2 separate regions of the Ovis aries genome follow, and region 2 is linked to region 1. The links are chromatin contacts, called in public Hi-C maps. All regions are on one chromosome and are shown on one strand. Each heading gives the region's core, a stretch centred on a gene start, on an enhancer-like site or on the middle of the called end of the contact. The rest is flanking DNA. Distances are from core to core; before and after follow the strand shown.

Region 1 (7,708 bases), core at 3,024-5,523:
CAAGTCTCAATTTTATAACAATAAAACGGCCCCAGGCTTAAGCAGTAAAGACACTTAGTGCCTCATTTACCAGGAATTCTAGAGATGTTGAAAGGGTTAACAGTCTCATGAAGGACTGATCAGGCTTTTGCCTGTTTCTAGTTGGCTGTCCTCTTTACAGGGTGATGGAGACAGACAGAGTCAGGGAGAGGAACACACTCTATCTCCCTTAATCCACTGGGCATACCAGGGTCTCCTAATGGCCTTCTAAACCAACCATAGAGAAGGAGAAATGTGATTCTATAATTGGTTTAGACCAACAGACCTATCAGAGTTCATTTCCTGGGAAGAGGAAGAGCCCCCTCCCCTGAACACGTTGCTACCTGACCAAATCATGGTTTGCTTACCAAGGAAAAGAGGGTGGCATGCTGCTGTTGCACAGTAAGTGTTATGCTGTTGAATATCTGGGAAGTTCTCAGCCCAGTGCCCTGGCATATGGAGAATACTCAATAATGGTTAGCTTTGCCAACTCCCCAAGGCGAGCATTCCGGAGGGCAATTCTGTGCTGTCACATAAAACAGACCTTTCTCTTGTTTTAGAAACAGAACAGAGCACTGAACTTGATGGATCACAGGCCTGGCTCACACAATTTTGGATGTTCTTGCTGAATCTTTTGCATGGCAAAAATCCCCACCTTTAGAACTACTTCTGTCTTGTATCTTAAGCAGAGGTGTGGAAAATGAGGGAGTCGAAACAAGTTGCCTCAAGCCTCATCTTACATGTTGAAGAAGGTTATCCCACAGCTCTCCTGGATCAAACTACATCCTTCTGTTGGCAGAAGAAGCTCCCACAGTCCATGTCTGTCTTGAAGCCAAACACTGTTCAGAATTCTACAGCTTTACTCTCCTGACATTCACAGCCACAAGCAATAGCTGGGAAAGATCAGGAATACTAGCCGGATGACTCAACCAGCTACTTCCACGGTAACGGTGCATAACGAATGATCCCATAGTCCCTGGCCAGCTCGGTAGACTCGACAACGAGCATATACTGTCATGCTCACAAGTCTGCTGTGGCTGGGTTCTGCTGGATTTGCCTCCAGGCTGTAGATCGGGCCTACATCTGCCCCATACGGCTCCTTGAGACACATTTATCTCATGGCAATAATCAGAAATCCAAGAGGGCAAGTATACTTCAGCCTATCCTCATGAGTATATTTCAAACCTTTTCTTAGGTCATGTTTCTTTCATTGGCTGATATCAGTGGCGTGAATACCCAGGTCACTATAAGGTCACATGACAAAATGTGTGGATACAGAGAGGGACAGGGAATACAGAGAGATGATGCAATCGGCCACACGAAGAGGCTGAGTCTATCTTCTCACTTACCCTAGAGTCTATTTCTAATCCTCCAAACCCCTCTTCTAGACGGTATATTTCTGATCTGTCTTACCTTCCTATGACACTCTGGTGTAAAGCCTAATAGACCACTAATCTTTTCAGTAGATAACTGAGATTGTGGCAGTCAGTGGAGGAATAACAGACAGAAAAGAGAGAAGAACAAGCCTGGTAGGACGAATTATAAGCACAATTGAGAAGGGCAGGAATGCTGCCAGTGGAGTTGTGCTGCTGTTTTCTAGAGCAGAGACGAGCAATGTGAGAATGTGATGCGGCTTTCTGCATGTAGCAAGCCAAGGCCACTGATAGAGGGTGTTTGGACAATATACTCAGGTTTCAGTTTAGGGACATATGATCAAAATGAAACAAATCAGTCTTTAAAGAGATTCTTTGTAGCAAGTGGCTTCCAGTTCAGTTCAGTTCAGTAACTCAGTCGTGTGGGACTCTTCCCGACCCTATGAATCACAGCACGCCAGGCCTCCCTGTCCACTACCAACTCCTGGAGTTCACTCAGACTCATGTGCATCGAGTCGGTGATGCCATCCAGCCATCTCATCCTCTGGTGTCCCCTTCTCCTCCTGCCCCCAATCCCTCCCAGCATCAGAGTCTTTTCCAATGACTAAACTCTTCACATGAGGTGGCCAAAGTACTGGAGTTTCAGCTTCAGCATCAGTCCTTCCAATGAACACCCAGGACTGATCTCCTTTAGAATGGACTGGTTGGATCTCCTTGCAGTCCAAGGGACTCTCAAGAGTCTTCTCCAACACCACAGTTCAAAAGCATCAATTCTTCGGCGCTGTTTTCTTCACAGTCCAACTCTCACATCCATACATGACCACTGGAAAAACCATAGCCTTGACTAGATGGACCTTTGTTGGCAAAGTAATGTCTCTGCTTTTGAATATGCTGTCTAGGTTGGTCATAACTTTCCTTCCAAGGAGTAAGCGTCTTTTAATTTCATGGCTGCAGTCACCATTTGCAGTGATTTTGGAGCCCAGGAAAATAAAGTCTGACACTGTTTCCACTGTTTCCCCATCTATTTGCTATGAAGTGATGGGACCAGATGCCATGATCTTCATTTTCTGAATGTTGAGCTTTAAGCCAACTTTTCCACTCTCCTCTTTCACTTTCATCAATTGGCTTCCAAGGATCAGCCAAAACACCCAAAAGAGAGCAGGAGTTAGGAAGCTCATTCACCAGATTATCCTTGGTGATTATCATAGCATCTAGCATACAGCTGCTAATCAATACATAGTTTTTGAATGCACCGACATATTTAATAGCAAATTTCCCCACCATATTTTGGGTAATATTTTGACCGAGTTTGTAAACACTGGGTCTTGGAAGCCTCAGGGGCAGAGGAAGAAAGAACAAACACTTAAAAGACTGTTTCTCTCCTTCTTTGTTCATATTCTGTTTCTTGTTTTTTAAAATTAACTTTATTGAGAAATAATTTACCTACAATAAAACATGCTCATTTTAGGTGTACAGTTCTACAATTCTGTATCGTGTACACACATGATATGGAACATTTCTGTCACTCTCAGAGGTCCCCTGGTTTCCTTCCCTGTCAATCTCTGCCCACTCCTGGCCACAGGCAGCCTCCTTGTGTCAACACAGCCTGAATGCCTGTTCTGGAATCCCTCAAATAGAATTGTACTATATGTAGACTACTGTGTCCAGCTAGACTTAGAGTCTGTGTGATTTGTCTGTGTGGTTGTATGCCCATTCCTTTTTTTTTTTAATGACTGAATACTATTCCATAGTTGGACATACCACATTTTGTTTATCCACATACTTGTTGACTGACATTTGTGATTTCCAGTTCTAGGGTATGATGAAGAAAGCTAGCTATGAGCATTACTGAACAGTCTGTGTGAAGATACATTTTCATTTATCATGGGCAAATGCCTAGAAGTGGAACTTCTGGGTTTTGTAATAAGTAAATGTTTAACTTCGTAAGAAACTGTTTTTCCAAGTGGATTTACCATTTTATATTCTCTGCAGCAATGGATGAAATCTCCAGGTCCTCCTCACCCTCTCAACCATCGGTATTTTAAATCTGATCTGTTCTGAAGGGGGTATCTCTTTCTTTGTTTTAAAAGAAATAAGCCATGTTTGTTGAATGACTGCAAAAAGCATCTGTACCCCTGTGTTCCTAAATGAGCAAGTTTCTATCTGTAAGACACCTTTCTTTCTTCCGCTGTCTGTCACACGCACACACCCACACACACCCCACACACACACTCCACACACACTCACTCGGGGGCCTTCTGTCATCCTGGGAAATAAAAGCATTGTTTCTCGTAGAATGGGCTTGCTTTCTCAGAAGCACAACAACCGGATGCCGGGGCTTCAAGACTAGGGCGCTGCAAACTCTCAGGCGCAGCGAGCTTTCCCCAAAGAGCTCTCACTCCAAGCCTCTCAACTGCTCCCTTCTCTACTAATAAATAATAATTGTCTTTTCAAAGAGCTGGTGTGTGGTTAGCGCTGGAGAGCTTCAGCTCGAGAGGAACCCTGTGGGTTGCCTCTCCGCTCCCTCCCCACGGTTCCATTTTCCACCCCATTTGGACCCAGAGACATCCAGGGCTCTGGCGCCCGCTCCTCAGCCAGCCCCCGGGAACCCGGGCCCCCTGACCCCCGGCAGCGCGGGCACCGCGCCACCGGGCACCGGGCATGCTCAGAGGGCGGCGGCGCAGGCGTCGGCTGCAGTGGGGCCCGGGCGCCGGGAGGTGCCGCTGCATCTCCGCTTCCCGGCGCCTGACCCAGCGCGCAAAGTTGGGCTGGAAGCCGCCGGGGGAAGGAGGGACGGAGCGAGCGCGGCGGCGGGGAAAGGGGGCGGGAAGCGGCAGGGGAAGGAGCCGGGCGGGGGGGTGGGGGGCCGCCGGGCGTGTGTCACTCGCGCGCTCCCTCCGAGTCGGGAGGATGTGCTGAGCGCGGCGCCGGGAGGCGGCGGGGGCCGAGGAGCCGTACCCGGCGGGGGCCGAGGAGCCGTTCCCGGCGGCGGCTGGCAGCCCGAGCTGCCGCTCGGCGGCTCTCCTCCCTCCTCCGAGGCTCCACATCCCGCGTCCCGCCCGGGCATGGTCGGGCGCCTCGCCCCCGCGCGCCCCGGCTGCTGAGTCTCGCGGGAGGCGGTGCGGAGGCCGGGAGGCCGGCGAGGCCGGCGCGGAGCGGAGGCGAGCGCCCCCGGAGCCGGGCAGGAGCCCGCGCCCCGCGCCCCGTCCCTGCCGCGCGCGCCCGGGCCGCCCGGAGCCCCGATGAGCCCTGATGGCCGGGGCACAGCCTGGAGTGCACGCGCTGCAACTCAAGCCGGTGTGCGTGTCCGACAGCCTCAAGAAGGGCACCAAATTCGTCAAGTGGGAGGATGTAAGTGGGGGCGGCCGGCGGGGGCGCGGGCGGCGGGCGGCTCGCGGGGGCGGGGCGGGGGCGAGTTACGCAACGGGCGCCCGGGCCTCGGGGCGCGCGACGGCGGCGCTGGGTGCCCGCTCCTGGGCCCTTGGGTCGGCAGTTGGGCGTCCGGGCTGGGTATGACCGGCGCCCCCTGAGGGTCTGGGATCTTGGGGCCAGTGGAGCAGAAGCGCAGGAGGGGCCGGTGTTGCCGGGTGACTGGTCCTGAGAGTTTGGAAAGTGGGGAGGGTGAAGCTGGCACCCGCTGGAAATCGCTGGGATGGGGACAAGTAGCGCCCTTCTCCGCCGGCAGATGCACACCCCGCCCCCGACCGGCACCTCCTTTGGCCCCTTTGGAGAAGGAGCTGCCCCGGAGTCTGAACTGTTGAGTGGTGGCTCACCTCTTAGCGCTGTTCTAGGTGCCCACGCGGCAGAGGCAAGAGGACACGGCAGCCCAGCCGACAGGTGGCTGGTGATGCCAAACTTCAGCTCTGGGCTCCGCAGGGAAGGGCCCCGAGAAGGCTCGGAAGGACGCACCGGGGGAGGGCACAGGGGGTCACTGAGGGGTCAGCGGGGCGCGCTGGGCCTGCAGGCTACACGGGAAGGCGAGTTTCTGAGAACTGAGCTGGCTCAGTCTTCAGTTCGAAATAGACAGAACACGAGACACTCCTTCGATTTACCTTCATCTTTTGCCAGGACTGGCAAAAGCCCAGCCCCGGATCTCCAGTGACCCTGGCCCCTAGGGCTTAAAATGAATCCCCCCATTGCTTTCAAACAGTTAATAATTTTGTTGTATGCATAGGGATCTTCAGATGGAGAACAGTAAGTTCTAGATTTACGTCTTGAGTGTCATTGAAGGTGTCAGTCCTTAGATCCTTGAGCCGCTGGATCAAAGGGTAGTTAGGTCCAAATGACTAAGGCATCGCTTAAACAGGAGAAATTATAGGAGGATCTTTTCTTGTTGAAAAGATTTTCCACCTAGTAAATTATAGTCTGTTATTCTCCAGGGTATTTTTCTTTAATCTCCTTAAGACATTTTCCAGTGTCTGAAAACAATTTAAATATTCCAGGTAGAGAATCCAGTTACTTAGCAGAGCTGGTCTGTGTCTGTATTTTGGAAGTGCCAACAGGACTTAGAGGCTGAGTCCACAGCTTTCCTGAAAGCTCATACCAATTATTAAATGCTGTAGGCAACCTTTTACTATGGACTTTACACCTTTCTCCTCTGTCCTAGTCTAATGACTGGATGTTTTCTGTAAATGGAATATAGTAGAATCTAACCAATAAGTTCAGCCACAGATGAAAGGCTTTATTTGTGTCAAGGAGAAACAAAGACAATGGAGTTCAGCAACAAATAAAACAGTCTTGCCCTTCTGGAGATCCTTAGATAGAGAGCTGATGTGATGATGGGTTTAGTGAGAAAAAGAATGAAGAGTAGAAGGAAAAGAGAGAGAGAGACTTTGCAGGATAGAGAAGGATATTCCAGTATAAGCTCTGGATTTATTCACAGCCATGATTTTAAATTGCTTTTTAAGTAATGATCCGCAATGTCTTGTTTGGAAGAAAATAGGAGTGTCACTGGAAGTGACGGTCTTCCTTAGAAACGCATTTTGATACATCCAGGTAGATAATTTTTATTATGTGCATTTATGTCACATTTCTTTCTTTCTTACCTACTAATGCCAGGCCCTGGACTAGAGCCTGGTGTGATACAGAAAGCAGTAACCCTTCTGCTGACCTTTTAGCAGACCTTATAGCCTAGGTGAAGGAGAAAAAAATGTTTTCGAGAGGACCAGTGATATAGAGAGTGAGGGATGCAGGGAGAGTGTTGGAGAGCCTGCTAGTTGAATGCCGCCTGCAGACGCTAAGAAGGGCTCCCTCTGAGCATTGAACAGTGAGTTTCTGGGACGGCCCTGTAGGAGGACTGTGGGGACTAAGGAGAGGGCCTGTGGAATCTCAGAGTTTTCAAAGGCGAGAACCCAGGCTGCACCCAGGAGTCAAGTTATCTAGAATGCAATGATGTCTAGTCAAGTTGTCTAGAATGCAATTCAAGTTCCTTGTCTGGCTTTCTTGGTCTCCATGGTGATCTGTGGAGTGAGAGAACCCAGACTTTCTTAGGATGGTTTTTCCTTTCCCTAGATGTCACCCTTCTCCTCTTCCCAGTTCATATTTGTTCTTCTGGGATCAAACCAGTTTTGATTATCTGGCTAATTATATTGCATATTCATGAGACTGTGTGTTGAAGACAATGGAGAACTAGATTTTTCAGTCCATGAGTACCTTCTGATTCTTTTACCAGTCAGCTGTGTGACTTTAGCTTAGTCACTTAACCTCTCTGAATCTTCACTGTGTCTTGCACAGACTGAGAGTGCTACATTTCCTACCTGTTTCGTCTGAAAGTTGGCAGTAGCTGATAGTGTACTTCTCACACTTGAGCATACTTAAGAAGGCTCTGGGAACCAGCCTCAATTTCTGATTCAGAAGGTCTGAAATGAGTCTGGGAATCTGCGTTTTTCATAGGATTTTGAGAATAGGATCATTTCTCACCAGATCTTGAGATCTGGTGCTACTGGTTTGGGGAACCACACTTTGAAACCACTGAGATAAGATTTGTGGGAAAAACAAACAAACTTGGAAAGTATGGTAGAGAGCATAATCTTGTTGGCTTGCATATATTTCCACTGGTTTGTTGATTTCATTTTATCTCTGTGTTTGCATTTTGAGAATTCTTCCAACTGTTACCTTTGTGCCTACGCACAGAGTCGGACACGACTGAAGCGACTTAGCAGCAGCAGGAGGTAGAACAACCTCAGTAACATAATCATGGGTAATCTTTCTAGATCTTCCGGGATATTTTAGGAAAGGCCTCTGATGCCCAGGTTAAGTTAACTCACATTCATGCATTTCTTTTGAATTTCTTATAGTCAATGAAACGTTTTCAGCAT
Region 2 (7,708 bases), core at 3,039-5,538, 68 kb after region 1:
TTCCACTGTTTCCCCATCTATTTGCCATGAAGTGATGGGAGCAGATGCCATGATCTTGGATTTTGAATGTTGAGTTTTAAGAGGCTCTTTAGTTTCTCTTCGCTTTCTGCCACAAGGCTAGAGTCATCTGTGTATCTGAGGTTATTGATATTTCTCCCAGCAATCTTGATTCCAGCTTGTAAGTCATCCAGCCTGGTATTTCACATGATGTTATTTGCATATAAGTTAAATAAGCAGGGTGACAATATACAGCCTTGGTGTATTCTTTTCCTAAATTGGAACCAGTCTATTGTTCCATAGTCTTGTTCTAACTGTTGCTTCTTGACCTGCATACAGGTTTCTCAGGAGGCTGATAAGGTGGTCTGGTATTTCCATCTCTTTGAGAATTTCCCACAGTTTGCTGTGATCCACACAGTCCAAGGCTTTAGTGTAGTCAATGAAGCAGAAATAGATGTTTTTCTGAACCTCTCTTGCTTTTTCTATGATTAAATGGAAGTTGTCAATTTGATCTCTGGTTCCTCTGCTTTTTCTAAATCCAGCTTGAACATCTGGAAGTTTTAGTTCTTGGTTCATGTACTGTTGAAGCCTAGCTTGGAGAATTTTGAGTATTACTTTGCTAGCATGGGGAATGAGTGCACTTTTGCAATAGTTTGAACATTCTTTGGCATTGCCTTTCTTTGGAATTGGAATGAAAAGACATTTTTCAGTCCTGTAGCCACTGCTGAGTTTTCCAAACTTGCTGGCTTGAGTGCAGCACTTTAATGTATATATGTCCATCCTAATCTCCCAATTTGTTTCACCATCCCCTTTCCCTCCCCTGTGCCCACATATCTGGTCTTTCCACCTGTGTCTTTATTCCCACCGTGGAAATAAATTCATCTGTACCATTTTCCTAGTTTCCACATATATGTGTTAACATTTGGTATTTGTTTTTCTCTTTCTGACTACTTCACTCTCTATAATAGACTGTAGGTTTAATAATGATCTCATTTTGTTATTTTTTATGGCTGAATGATATTCCATTGCATATAGGTACTGCATATTCTTTATACATTCCTCTGTTGGACTTTTAGGTTTTTCCCATATCCTGGTTATTGTAAATAGTGCTGCAGTGAGCATTGGGGTGCATATGCCATTTTGAATTATGGTTTTCTTAAGGTATATGCCCAGTAATGGGGTTTGTAGGTTATTGACAGGTATATCTCTCTTCTTCCTAGAATTCTATAGCTGATCAGCTCCTTTTTGACAATTCCTCAGCACTTATGTCTGTAATAAAGGCAAAGTCTGCAATGATGAATGAGGCAGAGTTGTGGCAGATTTTCTACCTGTCATGTTGTTGTGAATGATAATTTTTCTGTGTCATGGGAAAGATCCCAGTGCTAGAGCTGACAGTGCCTAATCCATATGTAGAAATACAGAAAATATCAAAAGTAGGTAATTAAATCAGTAAATGTATAGTACTGTTACACATTTTATAGTGATCGTGGTACTGTGCCTGTGTATAAATATATGGACAAGATAAAGCATTGAATAATTGATTACTGTATTAATAAGGTATTTATGTAACAAGCAACCACAGATTCTTTGTTGCAGACAACTACAATCAATGTTTCTAGCTCTCATCTGTTGGTTGCTGGAGTTTAGCTGATTTAGGCTTGACTCAGCTAGGCCTTACTTCAAGTCCACTCCCAGGGCTTTCCTGATAGCTGAGCTGGTAAAGAGTCCACCTACAATGCAGGAGACCCTGGTTCTATTCCTGGGTCGGGATGATCTGCTGTAGAAGGGATAGGCTACCCACTCAGTCTTCTTGGGCTTCCCTTGTAGCTCAGCTGGTAAAGAATCCACCTGCAATGTGGGAGACCTGGGTTCAATCCCTGGGCTGAGAAGATCCCCTGGAGAAGGGAAAGGCTACCCACTCCAGTATTCTGGCCTGGAGAATTCTGTGGACTGTATAGTCCATGGGGTCGTAAAGAGTCGGACCCGACTGAGCAATGTTCACATGCACTCACAGCGAACCTTGACTTCAAATCCACTCCCATCCTGGCTGTGGGTTAGGCTCTGGTCTTTCCTGCATGTTTTCACTGTGGAGCCCAAGCTCCGGAGCCAAGCCCACAGACATCTAAAGAAGGCTCTTCTCAGAGTGAAAGCACAACCCACCAAACAAGTACATTTGCAGTCTCTCCTTATGTCATGTCCACGAACATTCCTTTGGCCAAAGCACATTACATGACAGATGTAACCTAGAGGGTCCAGTGAGAGGAACTGCAAAGGAAATAAACGGGGAGGGGTGAAGTACAGGAAACAATAATGCAGCCTAACACAGTTATAGTTATTGCTTTCCATAAAAAGAAAACAGTTATAAAAGACCTGGACTCTGTTGTGTGTACATGCCTTTCATGCTATATGTTTAATCTCATTAGGAGAAGAGATTCATTTTCCTGTGAAAATTAAATTGAAAACTAAAAGAATGTCATTTAGGTTTTTATACGATAGATTTATGGCATTATTACATGCTAATTCTCTGATAAGAATAGCCACCAAATGACAAACTAGTTTCACAGTTCTTGTGGAAACTTCCTGGGAATCATTCATTTTCATTCACATTTGTAATCCCAGACCAATTCAGAGATAGAATTGATTGATAATATGATGTTTTTCACTTTTCAAACTAGTCTCAGCCAGTTATGTTAGTGTCTCAGAAAATGAGATAAATAGTCAAACATTAACACCTAAGCATTGGATATTGATTCCCAGGAAATGGATTCTCAGAAGGTGAACTCATAATTCTTAAAGTATTATATGGTTAGCTGTTACAGTTAGTATATGACTAGTGTGATTGTGATTTGATTGGTAATTAAAATATTTTTAAGTGTTTCAGAGAAAAACTCTGCACATCAAATGATTTAGAAATTAAAATGAGATGTGTCCCAAGAGGTGAGTGGTTGTAATATTTAAAAATAAGGTTACCTAAATGAGCATGATTTAAGTTTCCTATTACTAGTATTAGGAAGAATTTTAATTTTCTTTGTAGGCAAAAGACACTTTCATTTGCATTTTATATGGAAGGAAAGACATTACACATAGAAAGTGTCTCTTCCTTCTATACCAGAAGTATTGGCAGGTATACTTTTATCCAGTCATAGGAAACACAATGAACTTGTGGTTGAAAGTACTAGAATTTTCTATTAAGTTATGAAATTTGTCAGAATTGCAATACATTTTCATCTGTGTCTTCTTATGAAACATGGATATAATAATGTCATTAATTTTCACTCAGATTTTCTTCAGTCATATTATTCATGGTGAAATTCATTCAATAAACTTATGTTTTTTTTAATGAGAAGGATTCAAGAAGTGACAACTTCATACCTCTTTGGTATTTGTCATTCTCCTCTTTCATAACTCATTAGCCTTAATACATAACTGTGTACTATGCTTTCATGGAATGTTTTATTAGGAAAAGAATTGTACAGGTGTGGAATAGAAAATATAAATTTTATCAAATATTTAAGAAAGGGTCATGATGTGAAAACCAAGTAACATGTCCTGAATTAATATGAAGAAGTGGCTTCACTGATCTTCTTTTCCCTGTATATGGATATATAAACATATGAAAAATATAGACCCCATACCAAGCAGTAAAGTCAGAGTACTTATGTAGGTTAGTTTTTAAAAAACTAAATTCTGAATGGCAGCTGACACTAGTACCTCTGTATTCTTGAAGTGTGGTCTGCATTCCCCATTTTGTTTGTAACACGTATTCCTAATCCCCTTTTTGTAAAACCTAGTTAATTATTAAATAGGTCAGAGTGTACACATTACTTGAAATTCTCAGATAAGTCATTTCTTAATATTTCTTTTGCATTTACTGTTTAAAAGTTAGCAGTTTTTGCTTGATTCTATAAAATTGTTCACTTTTACACTTTCTTTTTGAACTAATTGTTCCTGATTACTAATATTATAATTTTGAAGTTTGAAACACCCTGGGTCTCCCTGTCATGTACAAATTCTGTGCTCAGTGAGCTCAATATCCACATATAGCTCTGTGTTTATGAAGGCGCAGCAAAGTGAAGGTTTCAGACAATCATCTTGACAGTAAGGCCTCTGGGCTGGCTGGCCGCTATGTTTATAGGCAAACCAAGCTGGACACTGGCTTACCTACAAACAGCCTGGTAAGTCCAGAAACTCCAATGGCTTTCTGTTCTCAATTCCTGAGTCCCTGGCTGGTAGAAGTTGGATATTTAAGGGTGAGCATTAACTCTCCAGGGTCACCACACAACCATTTAATAAGTAACCAGAGACCTGGAGATGTTCATGTAGTTCTTTAAATACCCAGGTTTTGTTAAGGTGCAGTTCACTGAAGGTCATTCCACAGTTTCAAATATTTAATGTTCTTTCCCAAGTGAGTGACCTAGGTCTGGTAGACCTAGGTGGTTGATTGCTTATTTGTAGCCGGCCAGTACATAGTCAGCAAATCAAGTTGATGACTATAATAATTTGGCAGGGAAAAGCTGATCATTGGATGAAACAGAAGCTCAGAGAGTCTGAAATAAATCTAAGGTATAATATAGCAAACTCATTAGATCAGAGTATATACACACATAAGAATTTTTGAACTGAATATCTTTTGAAGGAATATCTTTCCAGCTGAATATCTTTTTGGGTAACTTTTAATTCTGATATATTTCAAATTTACAGCAAATTTGCAAGACTAAAACAAGGAACAGTTCCATATCCTTCATACATATTCAATGATGTTTTAGAATTTTTCCCACTGGTTTCATCATTCTATCTACCAAGTTACCAATCCATATATTTTTCTTCTCTGAACCATTTGGAGGTAAGGTGAAGACATAATACCTCTTGACCTCTAAATTATTCCATTTATATACATATATATATATACACACACATATATGTATATATATATTTTAAAATTACTAGAGTGTATAATTTTCAAAATCAGAAAATTTAATGATACATATCCAATTGTGTTTTTAAAATAAATTATATGATATATAGAGAAACAAGAAAATGCAAGTGAATGGCTTCAATTCTGACATTAGTTGCACTGGGGCAAATTGTTATGCTATATCACTGTGAAATAAAGTGAACTTAATTATTTAATGGTCACATACTAGGCTAAATTTCAGTTATAAACTTGCTAAATGGCCCAAAAGCTGATTAGATGAGAGTCACTTATTCAATAACTCCTTTGCTTCTCTTAGTCACCTAGAAGTTTTCTCTTTTTTCCCAATGATTTTCCAAGGAAATGATTATTGGCACGTAGTCAAGCACAGTTTTTACACTGCATTTGTAAAGCAGGTTTGAATTAAAGATCAAGGAAGGTTGACTTTGACCTTAATATCCAGCCATAACTGTTGTACCTCTTTGAAGCTGAATTTTCAGGTGAACTTCATTGCTGGTGTCCTGGAATTTGATCACCATATTGGATTTCTAATTTTAAGTATGGAATTTAGTGCAAATACAATTAAGATACAATAAAAAGTTGGCAAAATCTATCTAAAATAAAGAACATTCCTAACTTAACAGTACAACCTGTGGGAGAGTCAGTGTAGCAATATTAAGTAATACAAACTAACTTTTAGGAAATCAGATTTTTTTAAAATGTCACAAATGTATTTAGACTTTCTAATGTAGCACTATTTTAGTAGTAATAAAGGTTAAATCCTTCTACCTGATGACTTTAGGGAGATGCCTACCCATTAGAATCATCTGTTTCTACTGACTCTCTCATGTTCATTTTTTAAAGTCTGTTTTTCAAAAATGGTATTATGCCAAGTGGAGGTCTTTTGCCTTAGAGAGTAATTAAAAAAAAAAAAAGACTGAAGTGTAGATGCTAAGTGGTGGGGTTAAGATGAACAATGAAGCATCCCATAAAGGGCAGGTGTAGCCGGGAGGACTGGTTTGATCCCTGGGTCGGGAAGATCCTCTGGAGGAGGGCATGGTCACCCACTCCAGTATTCTTGCCTGGAGAATCCCCATGGACAGAGGAGCCCGGTGGGTCACAGAGAGTTGGACATGACTGAGCAACTAAGCACAGCACAGCCAGGAGGATTACCCACCTGTGAGGATGGGTTAGAGGTACAGGAGGAGGGCTCACCATCAGCTGTATCTCTAGAGTAATTAACATGAAAGCCTCTTAGTTGGCATTTGGAGTTTTCAGAAAACAAGTGTAGCATCACCTGGATGATCAGGTGGGCTATGGAGATATGACATGCATCAGTCTCAAGGCAAGTATGAAAGCAGAACTCATATCATGGACGGGTGGAAATGCCACCTGCCTAGCACCAGTGCAGTAACTAAGGGTTCAGGGGATGAAGAGAGTGTCTTAGAGACAAACAGAGAAGACTTGGGAGGAATTGGACATGGACAAAGGGGAAGAAAACTTCCTAAGAAACAGTGTAAATAAAATGATATAGCTATAAAGAAGCAGGTAGCTACTGAGTGTAGCCAAATACCACGGGAACTGGGGATGAATGTGTATGTTGGAGATCTCCAGTTTGCTCTCAGTTCTAGTGAAAATAGGGTGGAAAAGGAAGTGGTCCCTAACATCCTTTAACTATAATAGTGAAGTCGCTCAGTCATGTCCAGCTCTTTGCGACCCCATGAATTGAAGCCTACAACGCTCCTCCGTCCATGGGATTTTCCAGGCAAGAGTACTGGAGTGGGTTGCCGTTTCCTTCTCCAGAGGATATTCCCAACCCAGGGACTGAATCTGGGTCTCCCACATTGTAGGCAGTTGCTTTACCATCTGAGCCACCAGGAAAGTCTATAATAGATTATCCCTAATGGGTGAGTGACTTCCAAATATCCATTTTTAGTACCTTATGTATGTACATTTTATTACATCTGTAACTCTGCTAGGATTTTTGTGCATGCCCATTACCAAAGCGATGTCCAGCCTTTGGAATTTTTGCCTTTGCGTATAGAATTTATGATATAATAACAGGATACAGTAAGATGCTGACAAAAAAATATCCAGGATAAAGAGGACTGTTAATTTGACACATATTTTGTAGAAAAGGCTGTGGGAAAACAGACACATTCACATGTTGCTAGTGGGAGTGAATCATAATGAAACATATGGAGAACACCTTGGTTATATCCATCAAAATTACATATGCCCTGTGTGCTGGAAGTTTAGCTTCTATAATTTTTCTTGCAGATTCACTTATGCACAGTGTAGAAAAAAATGCACTGTAGTCCATTGTAACAGAAAAGATAGCAGCTCAAACTAAGTTTAAGTTTGAAAATGAGGACTGAACAAATCAACCCTGGTAGATCCAGCCATGCAATACTATGAGGCTGTAAAAGAAAAATTTTAAAGGGAAGGAATTAAGACATGTATTATGTACTGTACATGTTTTGAAATAGCTCCTAGAGGGAAGGCAGGGATAATCTCCTTTGCATGTACTTGCATGAAGAAACTGGAAGTAAATATTAAAAAATGAATAAAAGTGTTGTGTGGTAGGTGGAAACTGGCAGATGGAGCCAGGGGTAGGTGTGAAAGTTTCCACTATGTAAACCTTATACTGTCAAATTTTGGAACTGTGTTCACATATTAGTTATTGAGAAAAAATTAAAAAGAGGACTATAGGATTCTTATAGGAATGGCAGAAACTGCTGATTTTCTGTCTAAACATCTATTCTGGTTGCTTTGATTTTAAATCAGAACATTGTCCTC

Evidence for each region. Hi-C and Micro-C count contacts between places; a contact is called where the count stands out from the background.
Region 2: a contact with region 1 is called in a Hi-C map of liver, with 3 times the contacts expected there. The contact joins the enhancer-like site here to the promoter of PLCB1 in region 1. A contact is called at or near these places in 2 of 16 Hi-C or Micro-C datasets (liver and mixed tissues).

Annotation. Positions count from the first base shown.
Region 1 is chr13:743,447-751,154 of ARS-UI_Ramb_v3.0, forward strand. PLCB1 (phospholipase C beta 1) reads left to right here and starts at 4,274. Exons shown (of 32, transcript XM_042230393.1): 1 at 4,274-4,742. The coding sequence starts at 4,644.
Region 2 is chr13:811,138-818,845 of ARS-UI_Ramb_v3.0, forward strand. All of the region lies in intron 2 of PLCB1 (phospholipase C beta 1), which reads left to right. Among named protein-coding and RNA genes, the nearest start is that of PLCB1, 67 kb to the left of the region's middle. Within about 2 kb of position 4,289, at least 2 of the 54 cell types and tissues checked have an H3K27ac peak or open chromatin away from gene starts, as enhancers often do. A contact at or near this core is called in liver, where this site is marked.